Regions from separate parts of the Mus musculus genome. Here all the other regions are linked to region 1. The links are chromatin contacts, called in public Hi-C and promoter capture Hi-C maps. All regions are on one chromosome and are shown on one strand. The core of a region is the stretch at or near the end of the contact, and the rest is flanking DNA. Distances in the headings are between cores, read along the strand shown.

The links. Promoter capture Hi-C pulls out the DNA fragments that hold promoters and counts their contacts. A called contact is a pair of places that touch in the nucleus more often than the background predicts.
Region 2: a promoter capture Hi-C map of neural stem cells shows a contact between it and region 1. The contact joins the promoter of Rab11fip4 here to the promoter of Ksr1 in region 1. A contact is called at or near these places in 6 of 39 promoter capture datasets (cranial neural crest, frontonasal cranial neural crest, liver and 3 more).
Region 3: a Hi-C map of pre-B cells shows a contact between it and region 1, with 4 times the contacts expected there. The contact joins the promoter of Nlk here to the promoter of Ksr1 in region 1. A contact is called at or near these places in 5 of 39 promoter capture datasets (cranial neural crest, hippocampal neurons, liver and 1 more), 1 of 484 Hi-C or Micro-C datasets (pre-B cells), 2 of 115 datasets of contacts at active chromatin or transcription factors (CD8 T cells and embryonic stem cells) and 1 of 9 other capture datasets (liver).

The regions. Positions count from the first base shown.
Region 1 is chr11:79,145,159-79,147,836 of GRCm38.p6, reverse strand. Ksr1 (kinase suppressor of ras 1) reads left to right here and starts at 1,364. Exons shown (of 19, transcript NM_013571.3): 1 at 1,364-1,782. The coding sequence starts at 1,558.
Region 2 is chr11:79,589,883-79,592,560 of GRCm38.p6, reverse strand. It overlaps Rab11fip4 (RAB11 family interacting protein 4 (class II)), which reads right to left and starts at 1,349. Exons shown (of 15, transcript NM_175543.3): 1 at 1,127-1,349. The coding sequence starts at 1,285.
Region 3 is chr11:78,696,058-78,698,735 of GRCm38.p6, reverse strand. It overlaps Nlk (nemo like kinase), which reads left to right and starts at 1,311. Exons shown (of 11, transcript NM_008702.3): 1 at 1,311-2,678. The coding sequence starts at 2,470.

The DNA of each region.
Region 1 (2,678 bases), core at 115-2,614:
CAACACTGTTTTTGAGGCAAGACCTCACTATATATGTAGCCCAAGCTGGTCTTGAATTCACTATTTGACCAGATTGGTCTTGAACTCACAGAGATCCTCCTGCCTCTGCCTCTGGAGTGCTGGGATTAAAAGTGTGTACACTTGACTTCAGTTTTTACTTCTTTTTTCGAGACAGGGTTTCTCTGTGTAGCCCTGGCTGTCTTGGAACTTGCTCTGTAGACCAGGCTGGCCTGGAACTCACAGAGATTCTCCTGCCTCTGCTTCCAGAGTGCCACTGCCACCTGGCTCATTTTCACTTCATTTTTATTGCTAGAACATGTGAGGTGGACTGATGGGAGAGGAGAATGAGCAGGTGTGGTAAAGCTTAAATTAGGGCAGACTGGGAAACACCACTGCTAAGACCACTGACTGCTGAGGCTCAGGGTCTCATCTAGATAGTGTGAAGTTAGAAAGGAGCTAGCATGTATACTTGATCGCACATGCCAGCAGTTAATATGGGTGCTGTTAGAAACATAACTTTTTTAAAGAAACCCTCTAGACTAGATGGCTATGACTACCCTATTTGATGTGAAGGGGAAACTTGGGCACTCAGAGGAAAGCTATTTGTCCAAGTTCACATACTGGGTAGACCCAGGTTCTCTCTGGCTCGAAACTCTTAGAACTGTTCAACAAATTAATATTTTGCCCATGTGGCATCTACAGGGTATGGGGGGCACTAAATTTATTTTGTTGAGTAAATAGAACACAGAAGAAAGTCCTTTCTCCTTGCCTGCACAGTAACTTTGGTGTGACAATTCAGGGTCAAGCTCTATGTGAACACAAACACAGCCTCGTCGGGTGTTGTGAGATTTTGATGAAGGTGGGTGTTTCTTTTTCTTTTCTTTTGATAGTGTTGGGGAATCAAACCTAGGGCTTTGTGTTTGCCTGGCAAATGTTCTGCCGCTGAGCTACACTTTTAGCGCATTCCCATACATGGTAACCCCTAAACTCATACAAAAATTTTAGGACCCTCAATATCCTACAAGACAGGGGTTATCTGGGTCTGAGCCATCAGCCCCTTCCCCACCCCATTCGCCAGTCTCGGAAAGCTACTGATGTGTGTGCGCTTGCGTGTGTGAGAAGGGTGTAGTAGTGGGAGATGGGGGTAAAGGAATCAAACTCCCTAGACCACGACGCGCACGAATTGGAGCAGGCGCAGAGCAGCCCCTTCTAGACGTCAGGCGGGGCCGAAGTGCGGGCGGGGCCCCGAGGGCGCGGGCCAGAAAGCAGATGCGATGCGCGGACTACAAGTCCCAGAATGCGTCGCGGCCCCGATCCGGCCCCCGCTGTCGCTTAAAGGCTCCAACAACCACAGCCGTCGGGTAGTGGAGGCTTTCGCTTTGCCGCCGCGTCTGGGCGGGAGGAGGAGCGGACTGGGCAGCAGGCTTTCGGGACTGCAGGCTTAGGCGGCGCCAAGGGGCGCTCCTAGTGCAGCCTTCCTGGCTCGGGGCTTTCCTGCCGAGGCGCCCGTGTCCCCGGGCTCCTCGCCTCGGCCCCCAGCGGCCCCGATGCCGAGGCATGGATAGAGCGGCGTTGCGCGCGGCAGCGATGGGCGAGAAAAAGGAGGGCGGCGGCGGGGGCGCCGCGGCGGACGGGGGCGCAGGGGCCGCCGTCAGCCGGGCGCTGCAGCAGTGCGGCCAGCTGCAGAAGCTCATCGATATCTCCATCGGCAGTCTGCGCGGGCTGCGCACCAAGTGCTCAGTGTCTAACGACCTCACACAGCAGGAGATCCGGACCCTAGAGGTAAGGGGCCGTTGCGCCCCACGTCCGGACCCGGCGGTGGCCCGGGAGCCGCCCCACTGCTTTCCTTCCCGAGTTGCATCCTGCAGCGGGGTTGCTGGCTGGAGTCTTCCTCCCTTTCCCGAGCTCTCTGATGCGGCAGCGTGAGGACCTACGACCAGCTCTCACTTTGGAAGAATTTAGGGGAGGGGGGTGTTAGCGTGGAACTGGATCGAGTCTCGAAGACCAGCGTGCCGAGTAGGATGCACAGGGCACCCCACTGCAAACCCCTTTCCGCCTTCACCCTATTTCCAGTGCCCACAGTAGTCATTGTCCCACTGAATCACGCGCCGGTCTTTTCTCCGTGTGCTTTAAGTCCGGTAGCGTGGGCTGGGGCGATGTGGGGGACGTCCCTTGAAGTGTGAGCGTCGATCGATCGGTGGCACTGACTTTCCCCTCACTCCCCACTCTCCTTGTTGTCCGTTTCTTTCCTTTCCACCAGGTCTCTGCCGCTTTTCAAAAAGTGTTTGCTGAAACAGCATTTTTGCTGTTCAGGCGTTGGGGTGCTTGTCTTTGGAGATGTCACAGCGGTTCACTGCTTAAAATGAAATTACCCTTTGACTTCCCTACTCCACCCCAAACACTGAGCTTTGGCCTAGGAAGGATTATACTGGGGAAGGGAACCTTTGGTAAGAACAGGCTACTTAAGGGGGTTGCTGACAGAGATAACCTGGAGTGCAATGAGGAAACAAGATGTGTGAGCTCTCTTCTCTCAAATTATACAGTTGGGAAGTGCAGCATTAAAACGATTTGGAAGAACCAGCCAGAAAGGTGGTTGGCATTTCAGAAGGGGACGCTCCCCCACCCCCTTACACATTGGGGGGGAAACTAGTGCCTTCCCAACTTGCTTTTGCCCAGAG
Region 2 (2,678 bases), core at 100-2,599, 440 kb before region 1:
GAGGTTTTCTGATTCTGGATCCCAGGTTTCCGCCCAAAGCAAGGAGAATTCTCCACACCAGCAGCCTGTAGCCTCCTGGGCTGCTCAGCCTGCTCAGGTAGAAGGTATTGGCCAAGAAGTGGGACGCTGGCATCCTCTGTAGAAGAAAGGCTGAGGTAGCAGCAGGAGATGCTCCCGAGCAAACCAGAGAGGAGATAAAGGACTTTAAGGAGAACTGCAGTAGTAAGCTGTCTGAGACTGGGGACCAGAGTCCTCACACCTGACACCTGCCTCCCTCCTCCACCTCCTGCTCTCGGGGATTTCCAGGTTCTGGCGAGTGCCCAGCCACCTAGAAAGGGGTTGTCATCACCTCCCACTTGCCATCCAGTACAGCAGTTGAAACCAAGGCCCAGAGGGTCTCAGATGACCTTAGAAACCCAAAGTTCAACCAGGTCTTTTGAATCCAGAGACGCTCAACACTGCAGGGTTTCATTAACACGGTGTCCTGCCCTTCTCTCAGACACGGATACTAGCCCCTGTGAGGATGGCAGGAGGACACTAGCCCAACGCATAGGTATTCGTTACACACTGGCAGTTCAGACCCTGCCATTTCACATTGGCTGACAGTACCCACAATTCTGCTCTCTGCCACCCATGCGGCCCAACACCAACACCAGAGGCTCAGCTAACCACTCCCGGCTTGGTCCTGCTTGGCCCTCTGCAGCCAGCACAGTCTGCTGCCAGCTAGGCCTGCCCATTTAGCTTGAGTGGAAGGTCACCAGGAACTGGACCAGAATCCAGGGTGGCCCGGAGCAGACATCCCTTCTTTTCTAGGTTGGGTAGGTACAGCTAAGGACCAGAGACTGCAGAACATCCCTGCTTATCCCTGTCACCCGTAGGCCTGGCACGGTGCACACATAGCCCTGTGACTTGGTTGTGTGTGGGAGGGGGTGCTCAGAGACTGGATTTTAAGGGCACCTCTTCCCCTCCCCAAACATCAAGGGGGATTGGAGACAGACCAGGGGGAACGGCAGGTGGGCCGGCCGGCCACCGCGGGCATGCCATGTGATCCACAGAGAGGCCCGGAATGTGACTGCGCGGGGTCCCTGCGGTTTCCCCGGCCCGGGGACGCGCCCGAGCTCCTTACCTCCTCTCCTTGCCCGAAGCGCAGGCCGAGCGCCGCGACGCGCTCCACGCGTAGAAAGCCGTCGGGGTCGCGGCCGCACACCTCGAACACTTCGCGCAGGCGGCGCACGGAGCGCAGCAGAGCCGCGGGGGCGCCCGCCCAGCCCGCGCCACCCGCCATCCGCGCCGCCGGCAGCTAGCCCAAGCCCCGCGCTGCCGCCTTCGCCATCGCGCTCGCACCGCCCGGGTCTGCGGCGCGCAGCCTCCGCCCGCGGCGGCCGCTCGTGTCAGCCGCTCGTGTCTGCCGCGCGCCGCGGGCCCGCGTGGGGGCGGGGCGGGGCGGGGCTGCAGACAAAAGGACCCGAGCCTCCCCAGGCTCCGCCCCTCCTAGACCTGAGCTGGAGTTGGGGGGTGGGGGGTGGTTGGAACTCAGCGCGGCCCGTGCACCCCGCGGCTAGCCAGTGTGCACCGGCCGCGTCCTTTGTCAGCGCTGGGTGTTGCAGGTGTTCCTTGCCTAGTATTCGATTGCTGCTTTCGCTTCCCTGGAAGCGGAGACCCCTGAGAAGCCGTTCCGCTTGTTGAAGGAAAGGGATGGGCGCAGTGTGGAGGAGCAGGGAACCTTAGAATGGTGGCGGGTGGAGGGGACTAGAAGTGGTGGTGGGAGGAAGTGTCTTCCATTAGGCTTAGTGTCAACAGGGCCCAGAAACACCGGTGGCTTGGGAACCCGTAGCTCCTGTCCTCTCTTATTTTGCTGGCAGCCTCTCAGAGCTCGGGACTCCATCCTGGGTGTGGACGACCCAACCAATTTTGCCTTCTCCTAGTGAAGTTCAACTGAGCAGAGGTCAAGCCTAGTCTCCCGTCTACCCATCAACCTTGTTCAGCACAACAGACCACTTAGGAGTGGTTGCGCCCAACTCAAGCACAGACCTTGCCTGAGCCCCCAGATATGCGCAGGCTTCTTCCTCAGTCTGTCTCACCTCAGTTCTGAGCCCTTCTTCCAAATCCCCATGCATTTCTAAAACTTTGCTAGGGTGTGCATGGTGGGAAACTCTAAGGGTTATGCTATGTCTTAGTGTCCTCATGTTTTTGATCTCTGGTCAAGTGTGAGCCCAGAGCAATTCAGTGGTGTGAACAGGGAGTGCAGGGGACTTGTACCCAGTTTGGCACAAGGACCACACAGGGCCTCCCTCTCTGAGCCTCCAATTCCATTCTGGTCTTCAGGATGAGTCTTAAATATGGATGTCCTGAGTGGCGACTGCTTAGTCTCCCCTGGAGTCAGGACTCCAAGGGTGAGCCAGGCTGTCCCCCCATTTGATGCTTTACTCTTCCAGAGGTCCAATCTCCCTGGGAAGAAAGCCTTGTGGCTTTAAGGATCAGAGTCTACCGTGTTCATGGAGTCAACCACTAGAGAGGGGAGGTGTACCGTCCTGAAAAGTGATTTTTGTTTTTGTTTTTGTTTTTCTTTTCTTGGTAGGTGGATGCCTCTCTGTGAGGTACTAACACATGAATGAATGAATGAATGAATGAATGAATGATAAATGGAAAGCAGGTTGCAGCTGGGGCCTGCCCCCTGG
Region 3 (2,678 bases), core at 62-2,561, 450 kb after region 1:
TGATGGGAGCTGAAAAGTTTACTATGTCCTCAACAGCCCATCAGGGAGCTGTAGGCAGGGAGATGCATTAAATACACTATTGGTGTTACAGTCAGGTAATGCAAATTGAGGAGTAGAAGTGGAGAGGAGCTCAAAGGTGTTTAAGACTACTTTCTTGATAGGAAAGGGAAGAGTGGACAGGCAAAAGAGGAATCAAAAATGGCCTCTAGGTTTTGATACACAGTTTTATTGAAAAGAATGTCTGTTAGCCTAGTATTTAAGAATAAATTTAGGTTAAGCAAAGTAATATCAAAGAATGATGTTCTTCTAGTAAAATTTCAATGAATGGAACTTACTTGACCAGAAAACTTTGGGAGATTATTACTGTTTAGGGGCTTTAACGTGTTTTTTTTTTCCCCTGGTTTTTAATTTGTATAAATTTTGCAGTCTTGGTATACTGAAAATAAAGCCTCTTTTTGGTCAAAATCAAGCTTAACTGATGAGTCTACTTTGTTTCGTATTACGAAACCTTGAGTTTTTGAAGCTTAACATGCCTTTTTGCTCCTTCTATTTTTTCCCATATCTTGTACCTTAGAAAGAGTTGTAGATGGCTCCTATCAATGGACCAGTGATAATTTAGACTCCGCCTTCTCCGCCTAAGTCCCGCCCACATCAAAACCACACCTCTCTCTTAGCCCCGCCTCCTGAAGATGTCGTCTCCGATATGACAGCAAATTCTCCACAATGCTATCCAATGGGACATACGAAAGGCGGGACCTATGTCAATCTTTTTTCCCCCATTTGTCCAATTATATATCTATTTGTACTCAGTTCCATCCCACTTAGTCTTCAACCCAAGGATTGGTTTCTCTGTTCTTTGTTCCTGGCTCGTGATTGGTTTTTTTCCTCATTCCGCCCCTCTCTTCTAGCTCTTGCAGGCGGGATTAGCACGCAGCTTCCTGCTCTTTCCAAAAATAAAAAAATAAAAAAAAAATAAAAGAAGAAAAAGAAAAGAGGAGAGAGGCGAAAGAAAAAAAAAAAAAGTCACGGAGATTTTTGATTTTTAATTGGCTTTCAGTCTTGTCGGTCAGGCCAAGATTTGCCTTTTTATTGGTCTGTCTGTCTGCCCATCCTGAACCGGGGGCGGGATTTCCCCAGGAGACCCACACCTGGTTGCCACTGGTCGACCAGTGCGCCTGTCTGAAGCTTCCGGCCAGGGATTGGAGGCGGACGCGGACAGGTGGGCGTGGATTGGCTAGGGCAGCCGGTCAGTGTGAGGCGGGGGCGGGGCCTCGGCGGCTGGTTGCGCGTGTCCGCCGCTGGCTCCGCTCTATCCGGCTTTGCTAGGGGAGGTGAGTCCGGCCGCGGCGGCACCGGCGGCTGAGAAGGCGGCGGCTGAAGAGAAAGCGGTCACGGCGGCTGTGGAGAAAGCGACCGTGGGCACGGAAGCCGGGTGGGGGGGAGGGGGGGAGACGGAGCAGCCTTGAGCCCTGCAGGGGCCGTCGCGCGGGGGACCCACCCGCTCTCCCCCCCAACCCTCCTCAGCACAAGCCGGCGGCGGCGGGGGCAGGAGTCAGCCTGCTTCCGACCGTCCCCCGCCCGCTTCCCGGGGCTCCTATTCTTTGGCCCCGGGACCCTAACCTCCTCCGGGGCGGTTCCCTGTGTCTGGGCGTCCGAGTACTGCCCACCGCTCTTTCATTCCCTCCCTGCACCTTCTTCCCTTCACTTTTGCCGGGGTTTTCTCTCTCCTCTTCTGTCCTGCCTGTCGCCTCTTCGCCTCACTCTCTTCCTCCAGCCTCCTTCCCTGGCTCATTCTGCCTAGGAAAGTTTGGTACATCTCCTCAGTCCCCCCAATCAGGTCAACCAGACTCGGAGTAGGGGGCGATGTAGGAAGGCCTGAGAGTTCGAGGGGAGGGAAGCTGGAAGCTGGTTTCCCTGATAATTTCCCCTCATCTTTTTTGATTTAGAGTGGTTGGAATTTTTTTTTAATTGTGTTTTTGAGGAGGTGGGAGGTGTTTAGAAAAGGATGTGGGAATGGAAGGGGTAGATGAGTCAACCCTCTTACAAGATTCCAAGGGTGGCGTGTTACCAGATCCTTTTCGTGTGCGGAGTTCAGGGGGTCGGGAGGTTTGGCCTTTATTCCCACATTCAAAGTTGGAACCTCCCCCCCATTAAGAATGGAGTTTTAGTATCCACTTGTGGCAGGAATCCTGGGGGGAAGGGGCCCTTTTCCCTTTTTCTTTTCCTTTTTTTTTTCTTCTTATTTTATGTTCTTAACTTTTATTTTGACAACCCATACCCTTCCACACACTCTCACCCCCAAATCGAACACCCAAGATTGTCAAACTTGTCTGGATTGACCGATGAAGACATAAAGCCAGTTCCGCTCTATGTTTTTTGAGGTGGAGTGAGTGGTTTTTCTTCATTTTTTTAAATGGCCAAATGACAGCTTGACCCAGTTTGCTTTCCAATCAAAGGGCATTTTTTTGAATGTCTCTTTGTGGCACAAGAGCCAACGCAAAAATGATGGCGGCTTACAATGGCGGTACATCTGCAGCTGCAGCAGGTCACCACCACCACCATCATCACCACCTTCCACACCTTCCTCCTCCTCACCTTCACCACCACCACCACCCTCAACACCACCTTCATCCGGGGTCGGCTGCTGCCGTACACCCAGTCCAGCAGCATACGTCTTC